7 separate regions of the Mus musculus genome follow, and regions 1, 2, 3, 4, 5 and 6 are each linked to region 7. A link is a contact called in public ChIA-PET, Hi-C, HiChIP or PLAC-seq and promoter capture Hi-C data. All regions are on one chromosome and are shown on one strand. The core of a region is the stretch at or near the end of the contact, and the rest is flanking DNA. Distances in the headings are between cores, read along the strand shown. Region 1 has its middle 20 kb from the start of 9330175E14Rik. Region 2 holds the start of Nup93 (nucleoporin 93). Region 3 holds the start of Bbs2 (Bardet-Biedl syndrome 2 (human)). Region 4 holds the start of Mt2 (metallothionein 2). Region 5 holds the start of Slc12a3 (solute carrier family 12, member 3). Region 6 holds the start of Herpud1 (homocysteine-inducible, endoplasmic reticulum stress-inducible, ubiquitin-like domain member 1). Region 7 holds the start of Katnb1 (katanin p80 (WD40-containing) subunit B 1).

Evidence for each region. Promoter capture Hi-C pulls out the DNA fragments that hold promoters and counts their contacts. Hi-C and Micro-C count contacts between places; a contact is called where the count stands out from the background. ChIA-PET counts read pairs in DNA pulled down with a chosen protein or histone mark. HiChIP or PLAC-seq counts read pairs in DNA pulled down with a chosen protein or histone mark.
Region 1: an RNA polymerase II ChIA-PET map of memory CD8 T cells shows a contact between it and region 7, with 29 read pairs. The contact joins the enhancer-like site here to the promoter of Katnb1 in region 7. A contact is called at or near these places in 4 of 39 promoter capture datasets (hippocampal neurons, liver, neutrophils and 1 more), 1 of 115 datasets of contacts at active chromatin or transcription factors (memory CD8 T cells) and 1 of 9 other capture datasets (liver).
Region 2: a contact with region 7 is called in a Hi-C map of regulatory T cells, with 3 times the contacts expected there. The contact joins the promoter of Nup93 here to the promoter of Katnb1 in region 7. A contact is called at or near these places in 2 of 39 promoter capture datasets (liver and pre-B cells), 2 of 484 Hi-C or Micro-C datasets (CD4 T cells and regulatory T cells) and 1 of 115 datasets of contacts at active chromatin or transcription factors (memory CD8 T cells).
Region 3: a Hi-C map of regulatory T cells shows a contact between it and region 7, with 2.9 times the contacts expected there. The contact joins the promoter of Bbs2 here to the promoter of Katnb1 in region 7. A contact is called at or near these places in 3 of 39 promoter capture datasets (liver, neutrophils and pre-B cells), 4 of 484 Hi-C or Micro-C datasets (CD4 T cells, CD8 T cells, regulatory T cells and 1 more) and 2 of 9 other capture datasets (adipose tissue and liver).
Region 4: a contact with region 7 is called in an H3K27ac HiChIP or PLAC-seq map of microglia, with 5 times the contacts expected there. The contact joins the promoter of Mt2 here to the promoter of Katnb1 in region 7. A contact is called at or near these places in 1 of 39 promoter capture datasets (liver), 1 of 484 Hi-C or Micro-C datasets (embryonic stem cells) and 1 of 115 datasets of contacts at active chromatin or transcription factors (microglia).
Region 5: a promoter capture Hi-C map of neutrophils shows a contact between it and region 7, with 5 times the contacts expected there. The contact joins the promoter of Slc12a3 here to the promoter of Katnb1 in region 7. A contact is called at or near these places in 4 of 39 promoter capture datasets (liver, neutrophils, pre-B cells and 1 more) and 2 of 9 other capture datasets (adipose tissue and liver).
Region 6: a contact with region 7 is called in a promoter capture Hi-C map of erythroid cells, with 14 times the contacts expected there. The contact joins the promoter of Herpud1 here to the promoter of Katnb1 in region 7. A contact is called at or near these places in 3 of 39 promoter capture datasets (erythroid cells, liver and pre-B cells) and 1 of 115 datasets of contacts at active chromatin or transcription factors (memory CD8 T cells).

The regions. Positions count from the first base shown.
Region 1 is chr8:94,412,717-94,416,723 of GRCm38.p6, forward strand. No RefSeq gene overlaps it. Among named protein-coding and RNA genes, the nearest start is that of 9330175E14Rik, 20 kb to the right of the region's middle. Within about 2 kb of position 2,720, at least 35 of the 459 cell types and tissues checked have an H3K27ac peak or open chromatin away from gene starts, as enhancers often do. A contact at or near this core is called in memory CD8 T cells, where this site is marked.
Region 2 is chr8:94,212,561-94,216,543 of GRCm38.p6, forward strand. Nup93 (nucleoporin 93) reads left to right here and starts at 2,004. Exons shown (of 22, transcript NM_001357266.1): 1 at 2,004-2,071.
Region 3 is chr8:94,097,146-94,101,116 of GRCm38.p6, forward strand. It overlaps Bbs2 (Bardet-Biedl syndrome 2 (human)), which reads right to left and starts at 1,364. Exons shown (of 17, transcript NM_026116.3): 1 at 1,091-1,364. The coding sequence starts at 1,207. It overlaps Gm39226 (a long non-coding RNA gene), which reads left to right and starts at 2,397. Exons shown (of 2, transcript XR_879106.1): 1 at 2,397-3,045; 2 at 3,154-3,427.
Region 4 is chr8:94,170,811-94,175,132 of GRCm38.p6, forward strand. It overlaps Mt2 (metallothionein 2), which reads left to right and starts at 1,808. Exons shown (of 3, transcript NM_008630.2): 1 at 1,808-2,065; 2 at 2,317-2,382; 3 at 2,526-2,757. The coding sequence starts at 2,038. The coding sequence ends at 2,617. It overlaps Gm39227 (a long non-coding RNA gene), which reads right to left and starts at 845. Exons shown (of 3, transcript XR_879107.2): 1 at 447-845.
Region 5 is chr8:94,326,859-94,330,754 of GRCm38.p6, forward strand. Slc12a3 (solute carrier family 12, member 3) reads left to right here and starts at 2,350. Exons shown (of 25, transcript NM_001205311.1): 1 at 2,350-2,655; 2 at 3,519-3,665. The coding sequence starts at 2,380. It also overlaps a transcript of Nup93 not described here.
Region 6 is chr8:94,384,022-94,387,901 of GRCm38.p6, forward strand. Herpud1 (homocysteine-inducible, endoplasmic reticulum stress-inducible, ubiquitin-like domain member 1) reads left to right here and starts at 2,408. Exons shown (of 8, transcript NM_022331.2): 1 at 2,408-2,717. The coding sequence starts at 2,571.
Region 7 is chr8:95,079,826-95,083,629 of GRCm38.p6, forward strand. It overlaps Katnb1 (katanin p80 (WD40-containing) subunit B 1), which reads left to right and starts at 1,376. Exons shown (of 20, transcript NM_028805.2): 1 at 1,376-1,479; 2 at 2,773-3,068. The coding sequence starts at 3,029.

The sequences.
Region 1 (4,007 bases), core at 1,470-3,969, 670 kb before region 7:
GACCTTGGAGTCATTTCCTCTTAGAGATGCAGTTGTAGGAGTTGACCTTGGGCAAGACACCAAACCTCTGAAACTTAGTTTCCTCGTTGGTAATAAAGAGGTGACAAAGCACCTTACTTTATAGCTGTGTCTTGGGCATGGAGTCATTCTTTAGGCACTATTTTTCTTACTTATCTCTTTAACTTGCAGTGCTAAGGATCGAACCCAGATCCTTATGCATGCCCACTGAGTTCCATGCTTAGCCAGAGTGTTTTATTCTAATATCGGTGATTTTTACTTCTAACGTTATTTAACTCATCTTCAAATCTCTCATCTCTGCCCCTTTGGTGTTATCACCTCATTATTTAGTTGCTTTTAAATCTTATCTTGAACCTTTCCTTGGGTCATTCTCAAGTCATTGGCTGCTTACCCTCTTGACTGGTTGTTTCCGGCTCGCCACCGCCGGTGGTGGCCTCCCTGTGTGCCCATCATTCTTCTAAGGTCTTCTTTAGTGGAATTTGGATCTTCTGTGCATAGACTCTGCTCCCTAGATGAGCTAAATTTTCTAAGAAGAGGGTTTTGCGTTTATTTGTGGCAGGGACAGTAAGACGTTCAGTGGCTGGGTGTGTTTTTTATGTTAAACATTCAGCCGGGGAAACTCTGACCTATGTCAAACTCAGTTATAAATATATCCTTCAATCCTGGGGTTCAGAGATTGCTCCTTGCTCATTTTAACGTTTGTGTTGCTGCTGTTGTTGCTGCTGCTGTTCGGAGATTGGGGCTTCACCCTATGACTTCTGTTAGCGCAGATTCTATCCATAGCCCAGGCTGCTCACCAAGCTGTGATCTCGCTTCAGCTGGGATTGTAAGTGTACACCATCATACTTGGGTCTTTCATCTATACACACCCCCAAACACACACACACACACCACCCCAAACCTCCTTGTGGTTTCCTTTAGCGAGGGTAGTTTTCGGTCTTCTTTCCACGAACAGAAAATGTCTTACTTTCAGCTGTATATCTCACTGGTTTCTGAGAACATCAAAACTCTTTTGCACCTCGGTGCCACATCCTCTCCAGGGTCACAGAGGCTTGCTGCATACAGTTTCACCTCTCAGCTGCTCTCCAGAACCTAACACTGTGTATTTCTTCATTTCTAAAGCACTCATTGGCTGAGCGGTGCAGTTGAGAGGCTACTGATCCAGTCCTGCAGCTGACCTGCCACCTACATTCCTTCTGTGGCCCCGCTCACAGGGTGGCTCACTCTGTTCTCTCCACCCAAAGTCTTCCCCCAGCCTCTTCCCCATCTGATTCTTTTCCATCTACAGGGTAGGTCTCCCCCAACTCCCAGTCTGTGTCAGATTCCCCGCCTAAGACTCTGGTGCTCTAGCCTGGTCTCTCTCTCCTTTCACATAGTCTTTGGTTACAATTGTGCGTTTTTGTTTGGGGATTCCCTAATAGATGTTGAGTTTTGCTGCCAGACACCATGTGTGCTGGGCTTTCTGCTGAATCCAGCTTCTGGTCATAGTTGAAGTTAGTAATGTCCCCACAAATATCATTAGAAGCAACAGCTGGCTGTCAAAATCTGTCTCTGAGCTGGGTGTGGTGGTGCACGCCTTTAATACAACACTTAGGAGATAGAGGCAGGCGGATTTCTGAGTTCGAGGCCAGCCTGGTCTACAAAGTGACAGGACAGCCAGAACTATACAGAGAAACCCTGTCTCCAAAAAACCAAATAAATAAATAATTAATTAATAAAAAAAAAAAACCAAAATCTGTCTGTCTCTGTCTCTCTCATGTGCCTGTGCACTGTCTCTATCTCTCCCTCCCTTCCCTCCCTCCCCTTCCCCTCCTTCTCCCCCTCCCCCCCTCTCTCATGTGCCTGTGTACTGTCTCTCTCTGCTTCTCTGTCCCTCTCCCTCCCCTCCCCCTCCTCCCTCTCCCATGTGCCTGTGCATGTGTGCATGCATGTACATGTGCATGCATTTGTTTCTGTAGCCCTGGCTGTCCTGGAACTCGATCTGTAGACCAGAATAGCCTTGAATGCAGAGATCTGCCTACCTCTACCTCCAGAGATTAAAGGATGTAAAGGCTGTGCAACATCATGCACGGCTAAAAAAAAAGAAAAAAAAATCCCTCTATTCATTACACCTCTGCTGGGTCACCATAGAGCAGGACCAGTTCTTGACTCTGCATGTGGGAGATCTCATTTATTCTCACTGTTGTCACCCCCATTTCACAGGCCGGGAAAGTGATGCCCACAAAGCTAAGTGAATGTGTCCCTTCCATACCCCTGGAGGTGAGCAGAAAAGCAACTGTTTTTGCTGTCCCCCATACAGATGACAAAACTGAAGTCTTGAGGGGTCAAGGCTCTTAACTTCTTTTTACTTTTTTGGTGTCTATTTATTTTATGCATATAAATGTTTTTGCTTGCATGTTTGTATGTGCAACGTATGTATGCCTGGTGCCCATGGAGTTCAGATCCCTTGACACGGGAATTGCAGACTACTGTGAACCACCATGTGGATGCTAGCAATCAAGCCAGGGTCCTCTGGAAGAGCAGCCTGTACTCTTAACTGCTGAGCCATCTCTTCAGCCCAAGTCCTAACTTCTTGCTGTGTCACTGTTAAGTTAGTGTAGGGTTACAGCCCAGAGCCTGAGCTACTCCAAACTGCTTCTTGCTCACACAGGACTGCAGTCAGCCTGATCCCCTCTGATGGCTGCTGTCCCGGTCACATGACTCCTGTCTCTCAGCATCTGTTCAGTGACTTCCTTACCAGCCCAGGCTGGGTCACTGTCTACTGCCTGAGGAGGCCTACAATCTCCTGCCAGAACAAGGGTGTTGTGGTCAGTTCTCCTGGACTGATGGAATTTCTCTTCCCACAGACGGATGGGCAAAATCACCTTTGAAGAGGTGAGATGGGTGCAAGGCTTTGGGGTACCAGCGGCTGTCGGGGTCTACCTGTTCTTTTCATTCCCTCTGCTGGGGTTCACTGTTTCCTATCCGTGGCTCCTGATCATCAAACTCGTGGGATGTGAGCCAGGAGAAGGCCCACAGGATGCCTCAGCCTTGCTAATGTCCCTCTAAGTGGAACACTGAGACAGGTCCCTTACACTGTCTAAGACCATCTGCCTCTGTCCACATCTACCATAGATCTCCAGTTCCCCCACATTGTAGGTTTTAGGAAAGAAGCATAGAGTGAATATGTGCTGGGCTTGTCATGAGAATCCCATGTAAGGTCTGGGGTGGCACTTAGGATCAAGCACACACTGACATCGCCTGTGTCAGTAGCCACATGAAGCAAGACCATCCTAGGTACCAAACTCCCTCTGAGTGGCTGGGTTTCATCCACTTAGAAACAGGAGCTTGGAAGCTAGTATAGTTGTAAACAAGAAACCGAGGGTCAGTCTGGTCTCCAGTGTTCTTCAAGGTCTCCTTAATAGTTTTTAATACGCTAAACTCTAAAGATAGGAGGCATGATGGCTATGCCTGTAATCTCAGTGTTAGGAGGCCAAGCAGGAGGATTGTGAGCTAAGAGAAAAGTAACCCTGAGCTACACAGTGGAGTCCTGACTGAAAAAAAAATTCCCCCAAATCAAAACAATACCCGCACCCTCCCACACACCCCCACAAAATCCTAAAGGCAAAAGTAATGAAAACCTGTCCCTCCCAGCACTCAGGAGGCAGAGGAAGGCGTATTTCTGAGTTCGAGGCCAGCCTGGTCTACAAAGTGAGTTCCAGGACAGCCAGGGCTATCCATAGAAACCCTGTCTCGAAAAAACAAACAAACAAACCAAGACCTGGGGCCACACCCACACCTCTCTATGAAGTCTAGAATGGGATTCCTTTGGGGGAATCCCATTTCTTAAAAACAACAACAAACCAACTCCTTATTTTTACATTTTATCGATGATGATGATGGTGGTGGTGGTGGTGATGATGATGATGGTGATGGTGGTGGTGATGGTGGTGGTGGTGATGGTGATTGGGTTTTTTAGAGATAGGGTTTCTCTGTGCAGCACTGGCTAT
Region 2 (3,983 bases), core at 754-3,253, 870 kb before region 7:
GTTCTATTCCCAGCACCCACATGCTGGCTTATGACTGTCTGTAATTCCAGTTTCAGGGGATTCAATGCCTTGTTCTGGCCTCTGTGGGTGTCTGGCACAAACACGGAACACATACACATATGCACACAAAAACACTTATACCCATGACATTAAAACAAAACATAATTTCTGGGGCTAGCAAGATGGTTCATCAGATAAAGACACTGATGGCAAGTCTAAGGACCTGAGTACACACACACACACACACACACACACACACACACACACACACAGAGAGAGAGAGAGAGAGAGAGATCTCTCTCTCTCTGTCTCTCACAAGCACATTAATTAAGGTCATAAAAATAATAAAATCTTTTGTGTTGGCAAGAAGTCTCAGTTGGTAAAGTACCTACTGAGCAAGCAAAAGCCCAGTGTGGAGGGTGGCTCCTGTAACCCTAGTGCTCAGGGGAGGAGGGCAGAGACAGGTAGATCCCTGGAGCTCACTGGATAGCTATTTATGCCCATTGGTAAGCGCTGGGTTCAGTGAGAGACCCTGTTTCAAAAAATAAGGCAGAGAGTGACTAGAGGAAGCCACCCAACAGCAACCTTTGACCTCCAAGCACATGTGCACATAGCTGCCCACATACTTCTGCACATACACAAATATATACCACAAACATACACATGCAGGCAGAAAGAAGTTCTGTGCAGCTATAATGCTAATCATTGTGGGCATCTTTGTATGTTAATTGTATTTATGTTTTATAAGCATATAAGGCAAAGCTGACTAGAACACTTTATCAAACAGGCATCTACCAAACTAGAATTATTAATGGTGACAACCTTGCCTAGGCCTGTGTTCACATGGTCCTCATTAGGTCAGGACGGTGACCTTCATTGAAAGATTAGACATGTTCGAGACTGTGCAATCCAAAAAGTGCCTCTTTAACGATTACAGGCTATTACGGGAGCTAAAGCAATGGCTCAGCATACTGCTCTTGCAAAGGACTTTGGGTTTGGTTCCTAGTACCCATGCCGCCTCACAACCACCTGTAATCTTACTCCGGAGATCTGATGACCTCTTTTGGCCTCCTTGAGCACCAGGACACACACACACACACACACACACACACACACACACACACACACACACTCACACACGAGTGCTTACAGTTAGCCCCACACTCTTTTACATTTGTCAAAACCTCCTCCTATCCAGGTCTCTCCTCTCAGCAGCTGCTGAGACCTGCAGCTTGCCTGTCCTGTTATTTTTCTCTCAAACTCCCAACAAAATTGTTTTCATTCAGCGCCTGTTTTCAAATTTCTTTTACCCACTAGACTAAGAACCTCCTGAAGGGTTCTTGTATATCCCAGTGACACACTTTGTTCCCAACGCGGCCACACTGAAGTAATCTCTTTTCTTTGGGTATCACCACTGCTTTTTTCTGTAATTGGCCAACGGGGCAGGTGGCCAGCCTAGCTTGCTTGTTCAGGCTGCCAAAAGACAGCCTTTTCCCTTGAGAAACTCCAAAACATGTTTTTATCTTTCACCTTTCAGTTGGAATGACACCTTTCCTGGCCATCCGACCATTTTTCTTCAATTAGTTTGCTTTTCCGTTCTTAGCTCTCCTAATTACTGCTGCATTTATTCACTATATTTTGTTTCCCTGGCCAAGCTGAGAACTGCTTGAGGTCAGGGATCTTGTCTGCTGTGGAAGTCACCGTGTTCCCTGCACCTAGAACAGGCCCAGGCACTTGACTGAAGCTCTACACCGAGTGGCCGAGCTCTCTGGGTCTGCCCAGCATTGGGAACTGCGGAAATGCTTCCTCTAGGACTGTCAACTCCAACCACGTGGGCGGGAGCAGGGCGGAGCTCCTTGACTTACTTGTAGCGACAGCCCCGCCTCCGGCCCCGCCCCGCCCCCACGCCTGTGTCCTCTTGCGGGTCTCCATAAAGTTCATTTGGCGGCGCAACGCGCAGGGGCTTCTGGGAGCTTACTGCCTCAGCCAATCAGGAGGCGCGGGCGAGCGGCGCGAGAAGCGGCGGCGGCGGCGTAGTGAAGAAGCCGGCAGCGGGCGGCGACGGAGGCAGGTAAGGTGTGTGAGGTGTGGGCGCCCACGCGGCCCCGAGCCGACCCTGGGCCCGAGTTCGGGGCCTGGCCTTGAAGCAGAACACCGAGCCTAGTTCGAAGAGGCTCGTGCTTCCTCTCTTGCTGTAGCTGGGCATGCCGGCCGGCGACTGCTCGCCGAGTGCTGTGACTAGGCTCTTCCGAGCGTGGTCCTCCCCACTGGTGCTCTGTCGCCACGCCCACCCACGGCTGCCAGGCGTCACCCGGCCTGACTGCCCTCTTTGGGGCGTGGGGGCCGTTCTTCTAGAGAATGGCTCTTCCGGGTGAAGGGGCGGCCAGCGAACCCCTGTCAACTTTAATCTCCTTTTACGGAGAATCCGACAGGATGCTAATGATTGCCGCTTCGGTTGTCTCACCTGTTTCTGGGTACCCTGTATCCTGTCTTCTGTAAGGGATGCCCAAGTATATTGGGTCCCTTCTGAAAGAAAATCACAGCATGGGCGGCATGGTGTCGCTTTCAAAGCGAGTTGAAGCCAGCCTGATCTACATTAGACCCTGCCCCACCCCTACCCCCCTAGATGACTTTCAGTACAAGCAAAGGTCAGCGCTTTAGTAATAATAACAGTAATACTAATCATAGAAATAACAACAACAATAGTAATATAAGCTCCCTGTAGTGAGCTGTAAGGCTTTTAAATAACGTGACCCATACTTTCAATGTCTGTTACACCCCACATTCTCTCCCCACCCCCAACACCACCGCAGGACATGCTTTGACTTAAGGGCTTTGTTCTTGTGGTTGGATGTCTGTTTTGTCTGCTCTCTTTCTTGGAGTCTTCACTAGGGCCATTAGAATCTAAGCCTTTCCTCACTCTTCTTGTCTTCACTGCTTTTTTTTTTTCCCCTAAGCATTTAGGTTTTATTTGTCCTATGTATTGTTTGTCCTTCCCCGACCCCTGTAGAACATGAGTGCCTACCTAGTACTTAAGTTTGGTACACAATAAAGTAGGTGCTCAATAAATATCAAATAAATGAATGTTACTGATATTATAGGCTTGTGGTGAATGAGACAGGCTTCTTTCTTGGGAAGACATCACACACATAAGCAATAAACATAAATATTAAAACCATGAGACTTGAACTGTTGGAGCTGTGGTGAACTTGGGTTCTTCTCCCTCCCTCCCTCCCTCCCTCCCTCCCTCCCTCCTCTCTTCCTCTCATTTGTGTGTTCTTGTGTGTCTTTTATGTATGTGGATATTTCTGTGGAGGCCAGAAGAGAGTGTCTGATTCCTTGGAGCTAGAGTTACAGACAGCTGTAAATCACTGATGTGGGTGCTGGGACCTGGGCTGGCGTCCTCTACAGAGCTGTAGATTTTCTTAACTGCTGAGCCATCTCTCTTACCCCTGAGCCTATAAGGTAGATGCATTTTGAGGTGTTTGTGTGTGTGTCAGAGTAAAGATCAGGAGGAGGTCCCAACTCTGTTATGGTCACTAGTCATTTTAATTAGCAAACATGTTTTTAGTTCTATTATGTGCCAGGCTTAGGTCAATGCTCAGGATTCAGAGTTAAATATCTGTGAACCTTCCTCTACGGGAAGAGATGTTTGAGAAGTGGTCACAATTGCTCCGCTAGGGAAGAATGCCTAGAAGGTTCAGAATAAGTAGGGAGGGCCTTCTCTGTCTGTGGTGGGGATGCTTGTGTGCTTGACAGGTACAGGAGCGGGAAGGGAAGAAACTGCCAGGCTTCCTGAGGAGCAGAGATGTGTCAGGGTACAACTGAAGAAGGAGGGAAGAGTTGAAGGTGGTGCATGGCGCTGTCTGTTTTACAGAGCACCTCATGCAACCATGTCACAAACTGAGGTTGAGGTGCCCCAACTGGTCTAAAGTGGGAGATATTTTGGAATGGCCACTTTGGCCACAGGGAGAGTGTGTTAG
Region 3 (3,971 bases), core at 114-2,613, 980 kb before region 7:
TGTGTGTGTGTGTGTGTGGGTATGTGTGTGTGTCCAGGCTCTATAGCACATGTGAAGGTCAGATGACAACAACTTACAAGAGTCAGATCTCTCTCCATGTTGTGTGTCCCTAGGACAGAACTCAGGTCATCAAACTTAGCAGTGCATGCCTTTATCCAAGTGACAATTGGACAAAGAACTCCCTTCTTCTAAAATTTTAATTTTGAGACAGGGTCTTCCTATGTTGCCCAGGCTAGCTTTGAACTTATGATCCCAATCTCTTGAACAGATAAAATAACAAATGTGTAGCACTACCTCAGGACTGGTAGCGCCTCTTAACTAGTAGCATCACATACCAAGACGAATGTTCAGCATTTTACTTCACCATACCAGTTTATGAAATCATAACCCATTTAAACGAATCCTTATGTTCCTGCTACGGAACCCTAGAAGTAGCATATAAGGTAACATACAACACACATGGCAGTGTCTTGAAAACTCCTTACACAAATGCAATTGTGTACCTGGCATACCTGCTGAGTCTAACAACAAGAATTCAATCTCACTTTCACAATTTCTTTTGTTTGCAAACTGGGTCTAAATCTGAATTTTTTTTTTATCTGTGACCCTGACACCCCTTTCTCAGTATGTGGCTCATAATAACCATTTAATGAACACTTAGGTTATGGGGATAAGATCTGAATGTACGTGATCAAGGACCAAAACTACAATCTGAATTTAACATTGGGTTGTTGTCCCCACCCCACCCGCTTCCTCCACTGTAAAGAGGCAAATATGGAAGAGAATCCTGGAGGCAAGCAGAGGCCCTGGGCATGAATCTGGAGTCAGCAATCGCTGCTACTCCTGGACAAGCGCTCCTTTTTCTTGAGACTTCTTTTCCCTAGGTTCCTGATCTGTCCTCAATACTGTTCAACACTGAGAACCTGGTGATAAAAAACGTCACTGCTACAAAGCTGTTCTTTGAAATCCCACTTTGATGGGACTGGAGCCAAGGACAGCGGCGACCGGTTGCCAGGCAATGCGGGCAGGGGGCGGGGCAGCGTGAGGGGCGGGATCTGGAGGAGGCAGGAGTCCGGGTGGGAGCGGTTACCTTGCCCGCTTGGGTGGCGGCAGCCAAGCACGGGTGAGTCCCGTCGTAGCGCCCTATGGCCACCATGCGGGGGCTGATTTTGTGGCGCAGTTTCAGAGTGAACACAGGCAGCAGCATGATGGCGCCAGCTAGGGGCGGAAGACAGATGCCCGACGCAGGCGCAAGGCAAGCAGCTTGGCCGGCCGGTTGCCTAGCAGCGGATGAGGAGTAGGAGGTAAATACACGCAGGACTGCGGAACGCCACAGGCCCGGCGCCGGAAGCGCAGACTAGAGCGCGATCGGTGTCGCCAACTCTCTCTACGCCTGCGCGGACCCTCCCAGCGGCAGAGCTACGCAAGTCCCAACTAGCTCCTGCGACTGCGCAGTGGCGTCGTGCCTGGTTGGCCTGCGTTCTTTGTCTGTCCTCGGACTGCGGCTGTAAATTAGTGTTAGATGAAGCCTTACCTTGGCGTCTGGGATGGCGGTGTCTAAGCCAGTACCTCCCCAGGATTCTCTGTAGCGTGTCAGCCAAGCTGCACCCCGTACACGCCACACACTATGTCACCCTTTCATTCGTTCAAGAACTAAGGCTTTACGGGGCGGATAGTTAAGTGGGTGAAGACACTTGATACCAACCCTGATGACCCGAGTTGGAAGCAGAAAACCAGCTCCAAGGACATGCACACGCACGATTAAAAAAACAAAACAAAACTAACGTTAAAGTGCTTAGTGTATCCCTTGCTTTAGCTGTTATGCCCAGGCAAACGTCAATAGTAACCCGAAAATAATAATCCCCTCAAGATAAAAGTAAAGAGTATAGTTTATTTAAATAGTTTAGGTGGTAAATATAAAGCAGTAGAGAACGATGCAAAGTTGAGGGACATGGGAAGGGAAAGAGTACTTCTCTCCCAAGTCCAGTTAAGGCGCTCCACCAGCTGAGTCAAGATTTTCAGGACAATTAGCATTTGTACAAAGTTGCTCAGCTAGAGACAACATGCCCTTTATATGAAAAGACTTTCAACTAAGAATGTTGAAAAAGCACTGAATCCTGCTTAAGTACTAAACGGACATGGCCTTTCTCCTTTGCCAGCTGTAAATCTGTAATTTGCTAGGGACCTCACAAGAAACCCTACTTAAATAAATGATGTGACTTAACTCTTTACATCCTTGTGACAAGTCGGTTCATCTTAGCAAATTGCAAACTCTACTCAAAGCACCGGTGAAGTCACCTTATAAACGTATTCATCAAAAAGAAGGGAAAGAAAGAAGAGTAAATGTGCGGGGGGGGGGGGGGGGGGGGGGGGGGGGGGGGGAGTAGAAGAAAGGAACTAGCAGGTGAGAAGGATCAGCCAGCCATAGTATGCATGAAAATGTCATAAAAGACCTGCTACTTTGTAAGCTAATTTTCAAAGTAAAACAAAAGAGAGAAAGAAGATGGGAGTGGGGTGGAATTCCTAACAGCCCATTGAGATATAACTAGAGCTACTAAGCAGTCTATGTAGCTGATAAGATACTAAGTGAGTCGTTCCCTCTTGAAACCCACATCCAAGCTTTTGGCTATGTATTATTCTATCCCTTAGCACCTATCCTCTCTTTTAAACTCCTTCCCAGCCCCTCCCCGTTATGCTTATATTATAGTATAGCATATTACATTACATTAATTATGTATGGTATATGGTGTGTGTGTGTGTGTGTGTGTGTGTGTGTGTGTAAAACAATACCATGTGTTCTAGGGACCAAACTCATGTCATCAGCCATGTTGTTTTTAACCTGCTGAGCCATCTTGGTGACCAAAATCTCAGGAAACTTCAACTGCTTCAAACTGTCTGGTCCTGGAATTCTTTGCTGCAGTGAAACCAAGAATCCTGTTGTCACTTGGATGGAGGTCTCAGAAAGGAGTGCCCAGTGCTTGGGCTGCTGCAGGTGGCAGAGTGGAGCTGTATCTCTGGCACACACCTCACTGCTGGTGGCAACAGGTAACCTTATTTGGAGAGCAGTCTTTACAGATGTAAGTTAAAGAGCTTGAAATGAGGTCATCCTGGATTAGAGTGGCCCCTAATTCTAATGATATGTATCCTTTTAAGAGGGAGAGAAGACAGAAACAGCCATAGGCACCAATTGAAGATGCTACTCTAAACTGAAGAGTGCCTGAAGGCTCCCGAAGCTCAGAATTCTTCCCTAGAATGTTCAGAGGAAACAGTCTCCTATTAATACCGTCATTTCAGACTTCTGGCTACAGATATGTGTGGGAACGATCTTGTTTTAAGCCAGAAATGTTTGAGAGTGGGGAACTGCTTGTGAACTTCAGGGATATATTCTTTTAGATACAAACATGCAAAATTAAAAAGTTGCAACGAACCATTCATTCTGCACATATGTTTGAGAGCCTACTGTGTGCCCGACAATCTTCCAGAGAATAGATAGCAATAACAGACAAATCTCTTCTCTCCTAGAACTGGCAAACAGAAGTCAGAGAGAACAAGAAATGCACAGCTATTAGAGTAAGCACCTTAGGGAAGGTCGGGAGAAGAGTTAACAGAGGATGAGGGGAAACCATATTTACTGAGGTGGTAGGGAAAATAAGTTCCCAAGAAAATGACATTCAAGCAAAGAATTAAAGTAAGTAAAGAAGCCAGCTACCAGGGAGAAGGTTCCAGAATGTGGAAGTGCCTTCTGGAATAGCTATTTACCAGTGACAAATGAGATGAGCAGCCACTGCCATGGGAGACTGGGGAGCAGGCACAGGGGAGGGGGAGTCAGAAGGATGTCAGCCCGGATGACAGACTGACAGCTGCTAGGAGCAAAAGAACAGCTGGGAAGCACTGTAGTGAGTGGTGGGAGATGAGCCTACACTCCTCTCAATGTCTGCATTTTGTATCGTTGTACAAATGGGCATCATTTT
Region 4 (4,322 bases), core at 558-3,057, 910 kb before region 7:
TAAACGTAGGGTCTCACATATGCTAAGCAAGCCCTCGACCTTACACTTCATTCCTAGCCCTTATTCGTCTATCTATTTATTGTTAAGACTAACAATAAGTATATACCCAGGTCAGCCTGACTTTCACAATCCTGGCTGGGCCTCTGAGTGCTAAGATTACAAGCCTGGGTCACATCATTCAAACTTGACTTCCTTTTTCATTGTTGCTTGTATTTTTTGTTTGTTTGAGACAGGGTCTCACCTTATAGCCAAAGCTGGACTGGAACTCACTATGTAGACTAGGCTGACCTTGAACTCACAGAAATTTACGTGCCTCTGCCTCTTGAGTGCTCTGATTAAAGGAACTGGCGGATACATCCAGTCTACGACGTACTTCCATTTTCAAAATCTAAGTCCTAGCGGGAAGTGAGAACTGGGCAGGAATAACCGTACCGTGGGTTAGTTACCTCCATGAATTTACGGGACTTGGCCAGCGGTGACTGCCAACAACATCCTGGCTTGAGGCTGGAGTTACAGCAAAGACTGCTCTGGGGTCAGTCTGGAAAGGGAGCACGGGAGCCCAGAAATCAATCCGGTTCAAGTTCATAGCCAGGGCAGCCACAGAAAGTGCCAGGAAGGGAAAGGACACGGTGTTTAATCACACAATCCATGGACAGCCGTGGGCATCCAGTAATGCCTGGAATGAGTCAAGAAGGCATTGCCCCAGTTTTCACTAAGAGCTGCGAGGACAGCCTGTCCTGTTACAACCCACCCACAGCCTCCGTTGAAAGTATCCGAGTCGGCCTGCCGGGAAGCTTCCGGCACCAGTTTCCTGGCTCTGCAGATGACACAGACATTCCAGCTATGACTTCCAGTCTGATTTCAGCAGACTTAAGCAAGTGGGGAAACACCATGTACCTCCAGGGGAAGAAATTTTGGCTGCCATCTCCACCCTTCCCCTCAGCATCCACCCGTGGGTGGAGGTGGGTCGGGTTACGTGGGGCTTTCCATCCGTGTGTTTCAGAACACCACCATCTGGCCCTTCCTACTTGGCAAACACCCTGGCAAAGGGCCCTGGTCCATATCCTCCCAGAATGGACTGCTTTCGTTCTCTTGAATTCCACCTCCAGCAAAGACCCCCACCATTTTTTCCTGTCACTCGCTGCCCTCCCCCCGCCCCCCAAGAGTAAGTCTTAGCACAAGGCTTGTGTCTATGGTCTCTAGTCTCTTGACAACTGGCTGGTGCCTTAGTGGATTCGAACCCTACACTCATCTTGGGCAAGTGACTATGTGACTGCGTCTCCGTTTCCACTTTTCTACGGTGAGAATAATGAACACTCCAACCAGCGTTTGTAAGGAAAAACGACAGCTCTTACGGTGCCCGCAGCACGTGACACGCAGGGGGGCAGGAGTACATCACCAACAGCAGTTAAGCCAGGGGTAGGGCTGGTTTTTGTAACCGGTTCACACTGCCAGCTAAGTTTTCCTGTACGCAGGGTCTCCAAGCCCCGCTTTCACCCAGGTTAGCACACAAGACATGCGCGGAAACTGTGTCCCCGTGGCGTGATCTGGGCGGCCAGAGGTCTCGTCGCTCAGCATCGCCTCTGCACCCGGCCCCTCGGGCCCCGGGGCACCGCAAAGGGCGCGCGCGGGAGCAAGCAGGTGTCCTGGAACCGGTTCCCACCGGATCGCAGACCCTTTGCGCTCAGCTCCTTTGCTCTCAGTCCCTGAGCCCAGAGAAAGGGGGTGTGACTCAGCGCGGGGGGTGGGGGGAGGGCGTGTGCAGGCTCTGTCCCACGAGCAAAAAGAGGGCCGCTTGCAGAATTCGGGTCGTGCGCAGGCCCAGGGGCGTGTGCTGGCCATATCCCTTGAGCCAGAAAAAGGGCGTGTGCAGGCGGCGGGGGCGCGTGCATGGTGCCTTCCACCCGGGCGGAGCTTTTGCGCTCGACCCAATACTCTCCGCTATAAAGGTCGCGCTCCGCGTGCTTCTCTCCATCACGCTCCTAGAACTCTTCAAACCGATCTCTCGTCGATCTTCAACCGCCGCCTCCACTCGCCATGGACCCCAACTGCTCCTGTGCCTCCGGTAAGGGGGACTGCTGACGGGATTTCTGGGAGAGCTAGACAGGCTTTTTGGCCCCTCCTTTAGTAATTACTTTAAGGGTACGACCGGCTACCCCTTCCGAATGAATTCTGAAGCACTCCTGCTCCTTTAAACTAGTCCTTGAGATAGTGGCTCGCCTACCCGGGTGATTTGCCTCACCTTCCTAGGAGAACAGCGTTCAGGTACTCCCGGGTCCCACTCAACCGCGCTCACTGACTGCCTTCTACTTTTAGATGGATCCTGCTCCTGCGCTGGCGCCTGCAAATGCAAACAATGCAAATGTACTTCCTGCAAGAAAAGTAAGTTGGATCTTCTCTGCCATTTCCCCGTCACTCTCCTGGGGTCCCTAGCCCGCCGCGCCGCGCCTTCCCTCCCGGGAGCGTTCAGGTGGTGTGCCTCTGACAAGGTTTCTCGCTCACGTTCAACTCTTCTCTCCCCACAGGCTGCTGCTCCTGCTGCCCCGTGGGCTGTGCGAAGTGCTCCCAGGGCTGCATCTGCAAAGAGGCTTCCGACAAGTGCAGCTGCTGTGCCTGAAGGGGGGCGGAGGGGTCCCCACATCTGTGTAAATAGACCATGTAGAAGCCTAGCCTTTTTTGTACAACCCTGACTCGTTCTCCACAACTTTTTCTATAAAGCATGTAACTGACAATAAAAGCCGTTGACTTGATTAATTCAGCTTGTCTCTGTGCATTGGTTAAGGGCTGGCAGAGGCGTTGAGATGGGACTGCAGCAGCTGAATTTGAGCTAGTCGGATTATATTTCTCTGGACTTTGACCGCCTAGAAAGTGGTCATGCAGAAGCATGCATTGGTCACAGAAATGGGCCATTCCTACTGGGCGTGTGTGTGTGTGTGTGTGTGTGTGTGTGTGTGTGTGTGTGTGTGTGTGTATTGGGGATTAAACCGAAAGCTTCCTGCTTACTAAACCCAGGTGCTCTAATGCGCCACATCCCTACCCCTAATTATTTTCGGTTTTTAGGCTTAAAGTATGAAATACCTGTAAATAAAAATGGGAGTGAGTCAGATATGACGTCTCCCACGAGTAATAACCCCAACACTTGAGAGCCTGAGGCAGAAGGACCACTAACTCTGAAGCCAGCTTGGTCTCAAATTTTGGTGACCTTTGGTTTTGAGGCCAGATCTTAACTGTGTAACCTAAGCTGTCCTTGAGCTTCTGCCTTAGACTTATAAATTCTGGGCTTACAGACTAAAATCCATTTTTAAAAATTCAGTAACATGGGCTGGCAAGGTGGCTCGGGTTAAGAGCGCTGGCTGCTCTTCCAGAAGTCATGAGGTCAATTCCCAGAAACCACATGGTGGTTCACAACCTTCCATAATGAGATCTGACGCCCTCTTCTGGTGTGTCTGAAGTCAGCTACAGTGTACTTAAAATAATAAATCTTAGCCGGGCGTGGTGGCGCACACCTTTAATCCCAGCACTCCGAAGGCAGAGGCAGGTGGATTTCTGAGTTCGAGGCCAGTCTGGCCTACAAAGTGAGTTCCAGGACAGCTAGGGCTGCACAGAGAAACCCTGTCTCGAAAAACAAAAACAACAAAAATAAATCTTTGGGCTGGAGCAAGGGAGGGAGGGGGTGAGTGAGTGAGTGGGGCAACCAGAGAGCGCAGAGGTCCTAAATTCAATTCCCAGCAACCATATGAAGGCTCACAACCATCTGTACAGCTACGGTGTACTCATACATAAACTATTTTTTAAAAATCAGTAACAAGAACAAAGCCATGAAGAGTACTGTAAACACTATAAGTATCCAAGGGTATGCCTTGCAGCGTGGAGACTAAATGGCACAATGTGTCCAGCCTAGAGCCCCCACGAGGAACTGCCCATCTACAGTGACACTGACAGGGATAGTTTTCCCTCTTCCACAGAGCCCAGTGGTATGACTTGACTGTCAGTCTGAAAGTTCCTCTCGGAGTCAGGCAGAACTCTGCCCCTCACTCATCCCAACCCCTGGCAATTTAAGCAAAGTGACTAGAAATTTGGATGGAACTGCTCAGCATCTTCCCAGGAGCAAGGGGTCCAGGTGGAGTCTGCAATTTGGACAATTTGGAGGGCGGGCGGGGTGGAATTTCCTTCTCTTTAGAAAGCTGTAAGGGCATGAATGACACACAATTAAAACCAACGGTTAATGCCCCCTGGCTATTTGTTGAGGTAATGCGATTTGGTCTTCAATCAAAGGGAAAGAGGAGTTTCTCCAGAAGTCAGGACCAAGCTTGCTCTTGGGC
Region 5 (3,896 bases), core at 1,100-3,599, 750 kb before region 7:
TTCCTGTTGGAGGTAGCAGGGCCTGGATGCCTTGGGGCAGGTCCTCTAGGGGATATGGGTAGACTCTGAGAAGTAGGGCCTGGAGTGCTTTCCTCTAGTTTCCTCTGGAAGATACTGGAGCCTGAGCCTGAACAGAGTCCCACCATGAGTAGACAGCAGCCCTCTGACCTTCACCCACCCTAGGTCTCCATAGGAACAAAGCAGGTAAAAGGCCTCCTCCAGGAAGCCTTCCCTGGTTGTCCACAACACCTTGACCCTTCTCCAGTGGTCCACTCCTCCAGCTGTCTGCTGACCTCCCAGCTGGTCTGGTCTGTTGTAGCTGTAGCTTCCCATGAGCCCTTGCTCCACCATGGCTTCTCTGAGTCCCTGGGCTCCTGCTGCCACACAGCATGGGGTGCTGGCTGGTCTGTTGGACAGTGACAAGAGTCCTCAGATCTTATTTTAAATTCCATAAACTTATTTTAAATTTCATTAAAAAAAAATCTTGTGCCACATGTGGTGGCACACGCCTTTAATCCCAGTACTTGGGAGACAGAGGCAGAAGGATCTCTGTGAGTTCGAAGCCAGCCTGGTCTACAAAGTGAATTAGAGGCCAGCCAGGACTATTACTGTCTGGAAAAAAAAAATCTTGCAAGTTAATAATAATATTCAAACAAAATTTAACCATACCCAAGGTCAGTACAACTTAGTGAACTTCTATACAGTTAGAATTGGCATAGAAACAGAAGCTATAGAGCTTCATGTTAAATTTTACACCTTTAGTGTCAAATGTATTTTTTGCAATTGTCCACCATCCAAATCAAAAAATAAAAAACTGTGACGGAGTTAGAACTAGGAATACATCAGCTTTTTGTCCCCTTTCTGTGTCCTGCTCTTTGTGCCATCCTTCCTCATTCCTTTATATTCAGCCTTTCTTATGCTCTTTCTTCATGTTATACTGTACCCACGGGTACTTTTGTTTTTATGCATACATATATTTTTGGCTAGATTCCACAGGAGGGAGAGTGTGTGGTTTATTTCTGAAGTTGTATGATCTCACCTAATATTCATACTGAGACTGTCCATTTTCCCGAAAACATTTTAACTTGATAGCCAAGTAGCATGCATATATATAATTTATACTTATATAACTTATGTATACATGGTTTATACATATACATAGTTTTTTTTACCCATTCATTTGTTGATTGTCAAGGTCGATTCCAAATCTTTGTTATAGTCAATAAAGCAGCAAGAAGCATGTACCGTCGTCTCCTATTCTTGTAAGGGGCTGGGTCACCTCACTGGGAAGTAACTGAGAGCAAATTCAGGACATGTGTCTGGGAGGGCAGAGGGAGCGGGCTTTAGGGTAGCCCTAAGCCTCAGATGATTCAGGGAAACACTGGGTGGTTCCAGAGACAGGGCAGGATGCCAGGCTTTTGTGCCCCACAGCCATGGATTACTGAACGCCCAGCCTCTTAGGGAAAGATAGTTATGGGTGGGGCCATTAATGTAAGGGCTGACTCTGGGACCCCTCACAGCTACAAGTCCATTGCTTTCTTAGGACACATCCAACATCCACTAGTTCATCATCAAGACCCAGAGTGTCTTTCATACCCCAGGGCAATGCCCCTGCAATGGCTTAGGAGCCTTTGCTGACCAGATCTCCTACTTCATGGGAACAATGCATGGCTCCAGGGAGGGAAAGACCAGTTGCTCTGGGCTCCAAACTACAGCCCCGTAGGCCAGCCTGTGAATGTGTAGGTCAGGCTGCACTGTGCCTGTTTACCCTAGAGGCCAGTGGCCAGCACCAAGCTCTCAAGGTTTGTCAGTCAAGAGGTGGCTGCAGGTCTGGCTTGAGGCCACTAATCACAATGGCTTATGTATATTGAAATGTATCAGGAAAGACGCTGAGACTGTGAGGGATGGAGATCGGAAGGCAGACTTCCTTTTTTTTTATATGCATGTCCTAAGATGACATCCATTCAAACTAGTAAATAAAATGAAAGAAATACATTGTGCCCAACACGAGGACTGTTAACCTGCAGTGTAGGTAGGCACCTTGCAGCAGGCCTTCTCTGGGTCCTCTCTCATGTCTGCTGCTTCCTGGGTCCTAGCTGCAGAACCTCTGCTACCCTAGGCTTAGAAGGGCTACTGCAGGACTCAGGGATGTGGCCCTGGCTCTAGCCCAGCCCTCCTGCTCCAAATTGGCCCCTGTGTCAATGATCAGATAAATGGGGGCAGGACAGCAGTTGCTATGGCTCCGCCCCCCACCCTGGCAGAGACCCTGCTCACTTGCCATGGGCGGTCTGGACCAAGCTCCCGCCTCCTCCCAGCCTATAAAGCCACCCTCAGTGCCCTTGCCCACTCTTGTCCCCTCCTTTGATACCCAGAGCCATAATGGCAGAGCTCCCCGTGACAGAGCTGCCTGGCGATGCTCTGTGCAGTGGGCGCTTCACCATCAGCACACTGATGGGAGGCGATGAGCCCCCACCAGCTGCCTGTGACAGCAGCCAGCCCAGCCACTTAACACACGGCAGCACCTTATACATGCGCACCTTCGGTTACAACACCATAGACGTGGTGCCGGCCTACGAACACTATGCTAACAGCGCTCTGCCCGGTGAGCCCCGGAAGGTGCGGCCCACCCTGGCTGACCTGCATTCATTCCTCAAGGTAAGCAGAAGTTCAAAGACTGGCCGCTTCCTGGCTGGGTAACGTTGGCATGATTGCCCAACATGTTCTGTCATTCGTGTTGTGAAAATGACTGGGCATCTTCCTCTAGGGTCAAGACACCCAAATGAATAGTGGACAGAGGTGCCATGAAGCTTGGGGGCACAAGTAATACATATTGTCCAGGCACCGGCAGCACAATGATAGCATAGCCTGCTGCTTATACAAATGCAGGTTGCACACCGCTGGGAGAGACTGTGAGAGGGAGGGAGGGAGCATGGTGAGCCCTCTCAAATATTAGCTCATCGGCTTCGCTGTCTGGGAGGCTGGAGGGTCCAATCCCTGTCACCTCACGGTTTCACCAACAGTTGGATGTTCTAACCTCTAACACTCTTCCGTGTTTCAAAGCTTCCCTCTGAAGGGACCAAACAAGACCCCTTGTTTGAATAGGGATGCTGAGATAGGTACTGGGATGAAGGTCCCAGAGTAGGCTGCGGTTGGTAGGAATACGAAATAGAAGATGACCATGCTGGAGTCCAGGCCTGGGTTCAAGACTCTCTGTGTCAGAGACCTGGTGTGTGGCGTGTGACATACTGCTTCACCTCCCATCCCGTGTCACTTCTCAGACTGCAGGCTTGTCAGACTCCAGCCCTCTGCCCTAGAGGGGAGGAGCCTCCCGGAGCAGAAGCATTCTGAATGCTCAGCTTGCTTGCTCTCTCTGGTGTTTCTCCAAGCTTCGAGTAGCATTGTACCCAGGAAGCTGTCCAAGGGCTGCCTGTGTGGCAAAGTGGGGCAGGCAAGACTGAATACAGACACCCAGCCCCTAACCCCCATTGCCTGACTCCTATTGGTCTCTGGGCCCCCAGCAGGAAGGTAGCCACCTGCATGCCCTGGCCTTTGATGGACGGCAAGGTCGTGAGCTGACTGATGGACTTGTGGAAGATGAGACAGGCACCAACAGTGAGAAGAGCCCTGGAGAACCTGTTCGCTTCGGCTGGGTCAAGGGGGTGATGGTGAGTGGCTGTGGCCCGGAGCTTGATGTCTAGACAGGGTGGGGGTAGAGCCCCATTCAGCCTCAGCTTTGACTCTCAGGCCCTAGTGAGCAGTTTAGACCTGGAGCTCAGTTTGGGCCTCAGTTTCCCCATCAGCAGTGGCCTCCAATTAATTGTATTTGGCTTCCCACAGTTCTTGGGCGCTCTTGGCCAAGACCCAATCCTAAGAAGATCTCTGCTTAGCTACTCACT
Region 6 (3,880 bases), core at 1,158-3,657, 690 kb before region 7:
AAGACAGAAACAAATTGGATGTGCTTTTCTTCTTGGGGGGAGGGAAGGTAAAGTCAACAACACAGAACCCCCCCCAGCAACCCCCCCTCCACTACTGAGGCTCAAACCAAGAACCTCATGAATGTTAGACAAGCCTGGTACCATCAAGTGATATTCCAAGCCCATCCTTTCCCAGTAGTACTTCGTGGAAATGGACAAGCTCTCTTAGGGATGCTGAGGTTTGTCCCTGAAGGCAAGGGGAAAGCTTTCTGTAGGCACACTTCATTTGCCCAGTGAGGCCCGTGTCTCTCGAAGCTGTCTCCCCAAGGTCTCTGCTTGTCTTATCTAATCTTCCCCGACTTGCAGTTCCTAGCCAGCGAGCCTACGATATCATAATTAGCTATGTTTTCCCATTCAGAAGAATCAGGTAGGGAAAGCTTCAAACTTTCTGGGGCCCAGAGCAAAATGAAAGTATTAGTCCTATGAAGGGAGTCTTAGAGAGAAGGTGGAGTGGGAGAGGTGGCTCAGGGGGTTGGCTCACGTTTTCAAAATCCTGAGGACTAGAGTTTAGATCCCAGCGCCCACAGGACAAACTGGGCATCCCTTGCAAACGTCTGTGATTCCAGCTCTGAGTGGTGGAGAGACAGGAGGATTGCTGGTGCTTGCCACTTCCAGGCTCGCTGAGAAAGCAGTAGCCCCAGGTTCAGGGAGAGACCCTGCCTCAAAGGAAATGTGGAGGAGAACCTCGGTCGGAAACTCTTTTCTGGTCTCTGCACCATTGTGCCTACATACAGGCACAGGGATACATACACACGCGCAAATAGCATAAATCTTCAAAAATAATTTTAAGAGAGAAACAACAGGGTATTAAGTCAAATGTGAAGATCACTGTGGCAGAGATCACATGCCCTGGGGGGCCAGTCTTCATGCAAAGGGACAGAGCCCTCCTAGCTGCCCTTTAGTTTCTGAAGATCTGCCTGCTTCTGCCTCCTGATGCAGGCCTTTATGTTGTAACACCACACTGGCCTCAGTGGTCTTCAACATAAAACCTGGGAAGGAAAGCAGCTGAGGTTCTGCGGCGTGTCCCTGGTGGACCACTGGCAAATGCCGCTGCGGTGAGGTGCAGGGTGTCCTCCAGAGAGACGCTGACGTCTCAGCCCCAGAATGTGATGGCATTTAGAAATATCTTTGTGAAAGATAATCGTTAAGATGAGGTCTTTAGCCACGACAATGCGAATGATACCCTTATAAAGGGGGCAGGGGAGAGACTGGACAGAGATACGCATAAAGATGATGCAGATACACTCACACCCGTGTATGTGCACGCACACAGGTGCACACCCGGAGAATGCCATGTGATCGGAAAGCTCGAGATTGGAAAAATACTCCCCAAAGCTAAGAAGTCCCAAGGACAGTTAGCAAACCTGCAGAACTTAGGAGAGTGGTACAGATTCTGCCCCCAAAGAAAGCAATGCTGCCCTAACCCCTGGTCGCAGACTTCCAGCCTCTACAGCTTCAAAATAAACTTCTGTTGCTCGAGCCTCCAGTTTACGACACTTTCTTATGGTTGTGTGACAAACTCACATAACCATCTCCCGAACAGGACTCTCCTATCACCTCTCTGACCTCTGTAAGCTCTGGACATGGCTGAAAACCCAGGTATCCCAACAGGATTGGGACAAAGATGGGCCGGAGCAATGCCAGTTTTGTTTTTCAAACTCAGAGGAAACACTGGAGCACTGCCTCTGGTCAGATTTCAGGTATCTGAGACCACTGCTGTGCTTGTCGCAACCCCAATTTAAAAGCAGCAGATGTTGTTAGTTCATAAATGATGACCCTTTCCAGTGTCTCCTAGAGGGTTTGTCAATCAAGAGGCACTTAGTGCCATTACTATAAGGGGTATGTTCCACACTTGATGCATCGTTAAATTTGCTGCAGGCACATTGGAAAGTGCCCGAATCCTTCATCCTCTCAGCTCAGAGCAACACAGGCCTGGTTTCTCTTCGCTTCTAAGGCCTGGTTAGTTCGTAAGGCTTCCCTGGATGCCAGGCTGCGCAGCCACCAGGGAAAATGCAAGCGGACAGACGTATGCCCAGGCGCCTGGGGTCAGAAAGGGCGGAGGGCCGCTTTGTGAGGGCACAATTTGCAGAGCCTGCTGATCTTGGGAGTCAGGCAGGCCGCCAGGCTCAGGCACCGCACGCATCCCGCGCTAAGGAGCCTGAACAGGACCAGCGCCCCAGAGGGCACCCTGACATGGCCGCCGAAGACCCGCTCCCGCGCCGCTGTCGGGACTCAGGATGACGCAACCACGGCGGGTTGCATCAGCCCGCACCCCCGCGCTTAGCCCGCCTCTCCGCCGCCTTTCTCCGGGCGCTGATTGGGCCACGTTGGACACTGACCTCTGTCTCAGCCAATGGATGGCAGCCACAGAGAGCGCTATCTGCGGAGCCCTGGCACGGGGCGCCCATAAAAGGTACCCGAGACGGGGGCGCGTGTCCCAAAGACGCCAAGTGTCGTTGTGTGGTCTCAGACGGCTGCGTCGCCGCCCGTTCGGCATCCCTGAGCGCAGTCGAGCCGCCAGCGACGCAGACATGGAGCCCGAGCCACAGCCCGAGCCGGTCACGCTGCTGGTGAAGAGTCCCAATCAGCGCCACCGCGACTTGGAGCTGAGTGGCGACCGCAGTTGGAGTGTGAGTCGCCTCAAGGCCCACCTGAGCCGAGTCTACCCCGAGCGCCCGGTGAGTGGGACCCCGGGGTGCCACGCCTGCAGGGTTGCCTGAACTCACCTGTCACACACCACAGGGCGCGAGTCTCCTTCCTGCCCAACCGTCTCCTGTGCCCCTCTGCTCGCCCTAGCGCTTGTCATCTCTTCTGGGCCTCCACCAGTCCGCGCTTGCCCTCTTCTAGCCCCTCATCTCTTCACCTCCCATTACACCTAACTCCCAAGGCTGTCACACATCTGCCCCACGTCCCTGTACCCTCTCCTCATCCTCCCAGGGAAACAGTAATTTGACCTTAATGAGTCATTTCCCCATCCGAGTCCCAGTGACCCTCCACAAACTACTAGGTGACTGACTGGGTGTTCCCAGTTCGGCTTGCATCTGATGGGTAGAAATAAGAAAAGTAAATGTTGCCAAACGAGACTTCTGGGTGTACCGAGGACAGACAGTATATGTGCCAGATTGGGCCATTGGCTAGAGGGTGGGGTGCGTGCCCAGTCACCAACTTCTGAAGGTCCCACGCCCATAGGCTAGACATGGCTCTTCTCCTGCAGCCTTCCGTTGACCGCCCCTCCCTGTCGCGCCGCACTTAGTCTCGGGGAGGAGCCCCCTTAACTTTCTAGCGAAGGATGACTGAGAAAGGAAGCCAGCAGCTGGAGTAGCCCTGAGTCTGATTTGACGACAACCGTGGGTCAGTTAGGAGACTTTCTTGTTCCGTGGGGTTCCCCACCCCTCCCCCTCCCCCTTTGGTTGACACATCTGTCAACAGCTCCCTAGCCCCGCCCACCCCTCCGGTCCCTGCCACGTGACGGAGGCTGTGCGCTGGACCTTCCTGTATTTACTTTGTTCTCTGATGTTATGTAAGTGTCCACGAGTACAGTTCTGGATCCGACAGGAGAGGGCAATCGGGTGGCTGCAGATGGGGACTTTGAACAGTGGCCTTAGAGCTCCAACCGGCAGTGGCGCGTGGGTTTCAGTTTGTTTTTGTTCCGAGTTGTCGGGAAAGTAAACAAGGCTTTTCCTTTTAGAATTGGCGAGGAACTTTATCACTTTGGGTGTAAGCGTCTAAGCCCCTGGAACTGGTCGGGGCAGTGTGTAGGATCTCCGTGGTTGTTTTCAAGAAACCAGGTGTTCTTGTTGGGAGGTGGCAGTTAGGTGCATAAATGATGCTCCTGTCGGGT
Region 7 (3,804 bases), core at 126-2,625:
TGACAGTCATTTTAATATAGTCTGCATGTTAGAGAATGAAGTTATTTCAGGGGTGGTGACATTGGTTATGTGACTAAGGGCCCTTAACGATCTTCAGGCTCAGTGTTGCCATGACTGAAATGTCTTAGGATCTGTAATGTACATATAATTGTATAAACAAAGCAGATAAGGCAAAATGTGTCAAAATGAAGAATTTGACTTTTTTTTTTAAATAAAAAGTTGCGGGAACAGCAAAGTACAAAGTTTTGATCAAATGTTATTCTCCAAATCCAGGTCTCTTAATAATTACCCATTTCTACGCAGGGCCGACTTCCCATTAGGCTGGTGGGTGACTTTTGTTCCCGTAAAGGTTTTGCATTTAATAGGGACTTTGTGTGCCTTGCCTTTAAGAACAAAAGTTTAAGTCCTGGGTCCGATCTTCCAAATGTCTGGTCTTTTTCACCACAGCATCTGTTTCCTCGTCTAGAAATGGGAAATTCCTCCCGTTCCGGACTGTGTAGAGGAGAACGCCAGATGCAGCAGCCCCGACCAGAGGGGAGTGAGTGTAGGATAGACCAGAGTTGGAGGTTATTTCTGCAAAGGGCTGGGACCGAGTTTCTCAGTAAGGGGGGGACCCGAACTCATGGTGGGTTATGTAGCCTGTCCCCATCCCAACCTGTCTGTCCTGTCACAGATATTAGCCTTTCTCCGGTTCCGTAGTTTTACTTCCGCACGCAGGCGAGCAGACACAAGCCTAACTCATCCCACTGTGCTACTGTGATCTTAGGGACGAACTCCTGGGCTCGACATCGACCCCACTGTAACTAAGCTCTGTTTCCCTCGAGGTCAGCGAACTCCAGGAGACGTGTGGATCCAAGTAAGAGCCAAGTCCTCCCACTACGCGGGCGACACTCACAGTCTGAGGGCGGGGTCCTGGCAGCCCTGTTTCAATATGGAAGATCTGCAACTTCATACCACTCTAGAAGTCCCCTTTCCATTGGCTATCTCAGAGCTGGTTCTCCAATAACACTAACGTTTATTGGTCAATCCAGAGCTGTTGCTGAAGTGATTGGCGCAGCCGCCATCGGGTGCAGCTCGCGGATTTTTTAAACACAACCGGGTTCCAGGAAATGCAGGAAAAGGGCGGAAAAAACCAAGCCTGACTGGGGGCGGGACTAAGAACGCAGAAGCCTGTATTGGTTCTTCTGGGACCTAAGGGCGGTCCGTAAGCGCTTCTTTCTCGTGATTAGTCTGAGTCGGGGAAAGGAGGCGGGTAGTTACGTAAATCGGCGGAAGCGCTTGCTTCCATTGGTCAATTCTAGAGGAAGGCGGGGCGTCCGTGGCGACTGATTGGTGTAAGAAGTGAAGTGGGAGGGACTCTAGGCCGGAGGTTTTGTTGTGAGGGTCGGTTGTCAAGCAGCGACCAATCAGGGCAAAGGATGGAGGCAAGTGGGGGTCGCGCCTGGAGGGAAGCCTTGGCCTCCAGAGCTACAGCTGCAGGTAGAGTGGCTCTCGGGGTCTTGGAGGCAAAGGGAAAATGGCTCTAGTCTTCGCCGAGCCTGGAGGGGACAGTCCGGTCGCCGGCAGGAGGCTCTCGGCCAGGACAGGCTGGAGCCAGTGCCCCTCAAGGCAGACGGGAGGAGGGTCAAGCGAAGCTGAGGGACCGGTGGCAGGTTTGGGATGAACGAGCAGGACGGGTGTGTGGAGGCCGGAGAGGGAAAGCTGGTGGGCCGGAAGCAGAGCTGAGGGTGTGCGGAGGATCGTATTGAGTCGGGGCTCCAGAAACAGGAGAGCGAATGAATGGGGGATTCTGATAGCAGCGGGGCAAGAGAAGTAAAGAGGGTCTGGCGAAGCATGGCCAACTAAGGAAGCTCAAGATGTGCCAGAACGGGAGCATAGGCAACAGGAGAAAGAGAATCCAGCGAGAGAGCTCCTGGGCAAGAGGCGAAGGGCCGTGGCGGCGGTGGAAGGCTCCATCCACGCTGTGGCCTTTTAGAATTGAGGAGTCATTCCGACTCACACCTAGACTGGAGACTCAATTCCTAGCTATGCCCTTGAGAGTTGCAGGGAGTGGGCGTGGTTCCCTTACCAGGGAGTTGGTGATGGAGGAAGCAAGAAGATTGGACCCTCAGAATCCTCTCAACATCACCCCCTCCCAAGGCCTTTACTGTTCTCTCTCTCTCTCTCTCTCTCTCTCTCTCTCTCTCTCTCTCTCTCTGAACGTCTGCCTATCTCTCAGTCTCTCTGTTCGTCTCCGTGTATCTCTCTGTCTCTCTGCCTTTTGGATGCCTCTCATGGGCACCAAAACATAACCTCAGACTCCAGTGCCCCATCCAATACATGGGGTGCAAATCCAAGTGGACTGCAGTTATGTGATCCTCTCTGCCCCATAGCAGGTGCTGGGTTGGCAAGTTAGGACACCCAGCATCCAGGAGCATTACTGTAGGCCCCTGAGAAGTCAGTCTCTCCATCCCCTCTCCACCTACCTATGTCAGTCTGTCCTTCCTTCCTTCCTTCCTTCTTTTCTTTGAGATAGGAACTGACAGAGATCTGCCTACTTCTAGCTGGCCTCCTGAGTGCTGGGGTTAAAGGCGTGAGCCACCAGGCCCAGCTACCTAGGGAAGGTCTTTTATCTTTGGGCTCTTAAGTCACAGGTTTTCAGACCCAGTGTGCACTGCAGCTCCAGGCCCTGGAGGCTCTGGCTAGTCTGTATCAAGTGGCCTTGATGACCCAGGGACTTGTAACTCGTCTCAAGCAGTTCCTAACCCACCATCGCCTCTGCTTGCATTCTAGCCCAGTGTTGAGCTGAGATGGTCCAAGCCTGACATTCCATGATCTGGGATCCCGACCTATGTGTCCAGGCTGCTGCTTGATAGCGGATGATCTAAACCACCAGGCAGTCCTGGGCCAGGAGAGGCGGACTCTCTGCCTGGATGTGTGGGAACTCCCTGCCAACTTGATTGTCGGATCTGGGGGGGATCCACCCCCACCCCACAGAGAAAGCACAATCTGTTTTGTGGGTGGGGTCTCAGGCGCCACCCCCTGAAGCATGGCCACCCCTGTGGTCACCAAGACAGCCTGGAAGTTGCGTGAGTACTTTTCATTTATCACCCTGTTGTTTTGTAAGCTGAGTAGTCTTAGCCTTCAGCTCTGTCTCCTCTCCCTGGCACAAGAGAGACTCACAGTCCTTGTTTTCAGGTAGACAAAGATGTCAATCACATTGGGCAGGTGATTAAGCAACCCTTCCATACAGCAAGATAAGCACAGCTGTGCTTGGTACTTGCTCTGAGATTCAGGTGAGATCTGTCTGGTCAAGCTGAAGAGCGGAGTGTTGCGAGGAAGGCTGAAAGGCGGTCCAAGAACCCCAGACATGTCCCAGGTCCCTTTTCCTCCATCAGATGCAAGGATCTTGGGATGTGGATGGAGGGGAGGTTGCCCAAAGATGCTGGCAGGGCTCTGAAGTGAAATCAAGCAAAAATAGTTCAGAATTCTTTAGCCTAAACTCTCTTAGATTCTTTTCCTTTGTTGAGATAGGGCATCCCTGTAGCCTTTGCTGGCTTGGGACATGTTCTTCTGCCTCCTGTGTGCTGGGATTAAAGGACTGTGCCACAATGCCTGGCTCTTTCATTTTGTTTTTTTGTTTATTTGTTTGTTTGTTTTTCTTTTTCTTTTCTTTTTTTTTCGAGACAGGGTTTCTCTGTGTAGCCCTGGCTGTCCTGGAACTCACTCTGTGGACCAGGCTGGCCTCGAACTCAGAAATCTGCCTGCCTCTGCCTCCCGAGTGCTGGGATTAAAGGTGTGCATCACCACTGCCTGGCACCTGGC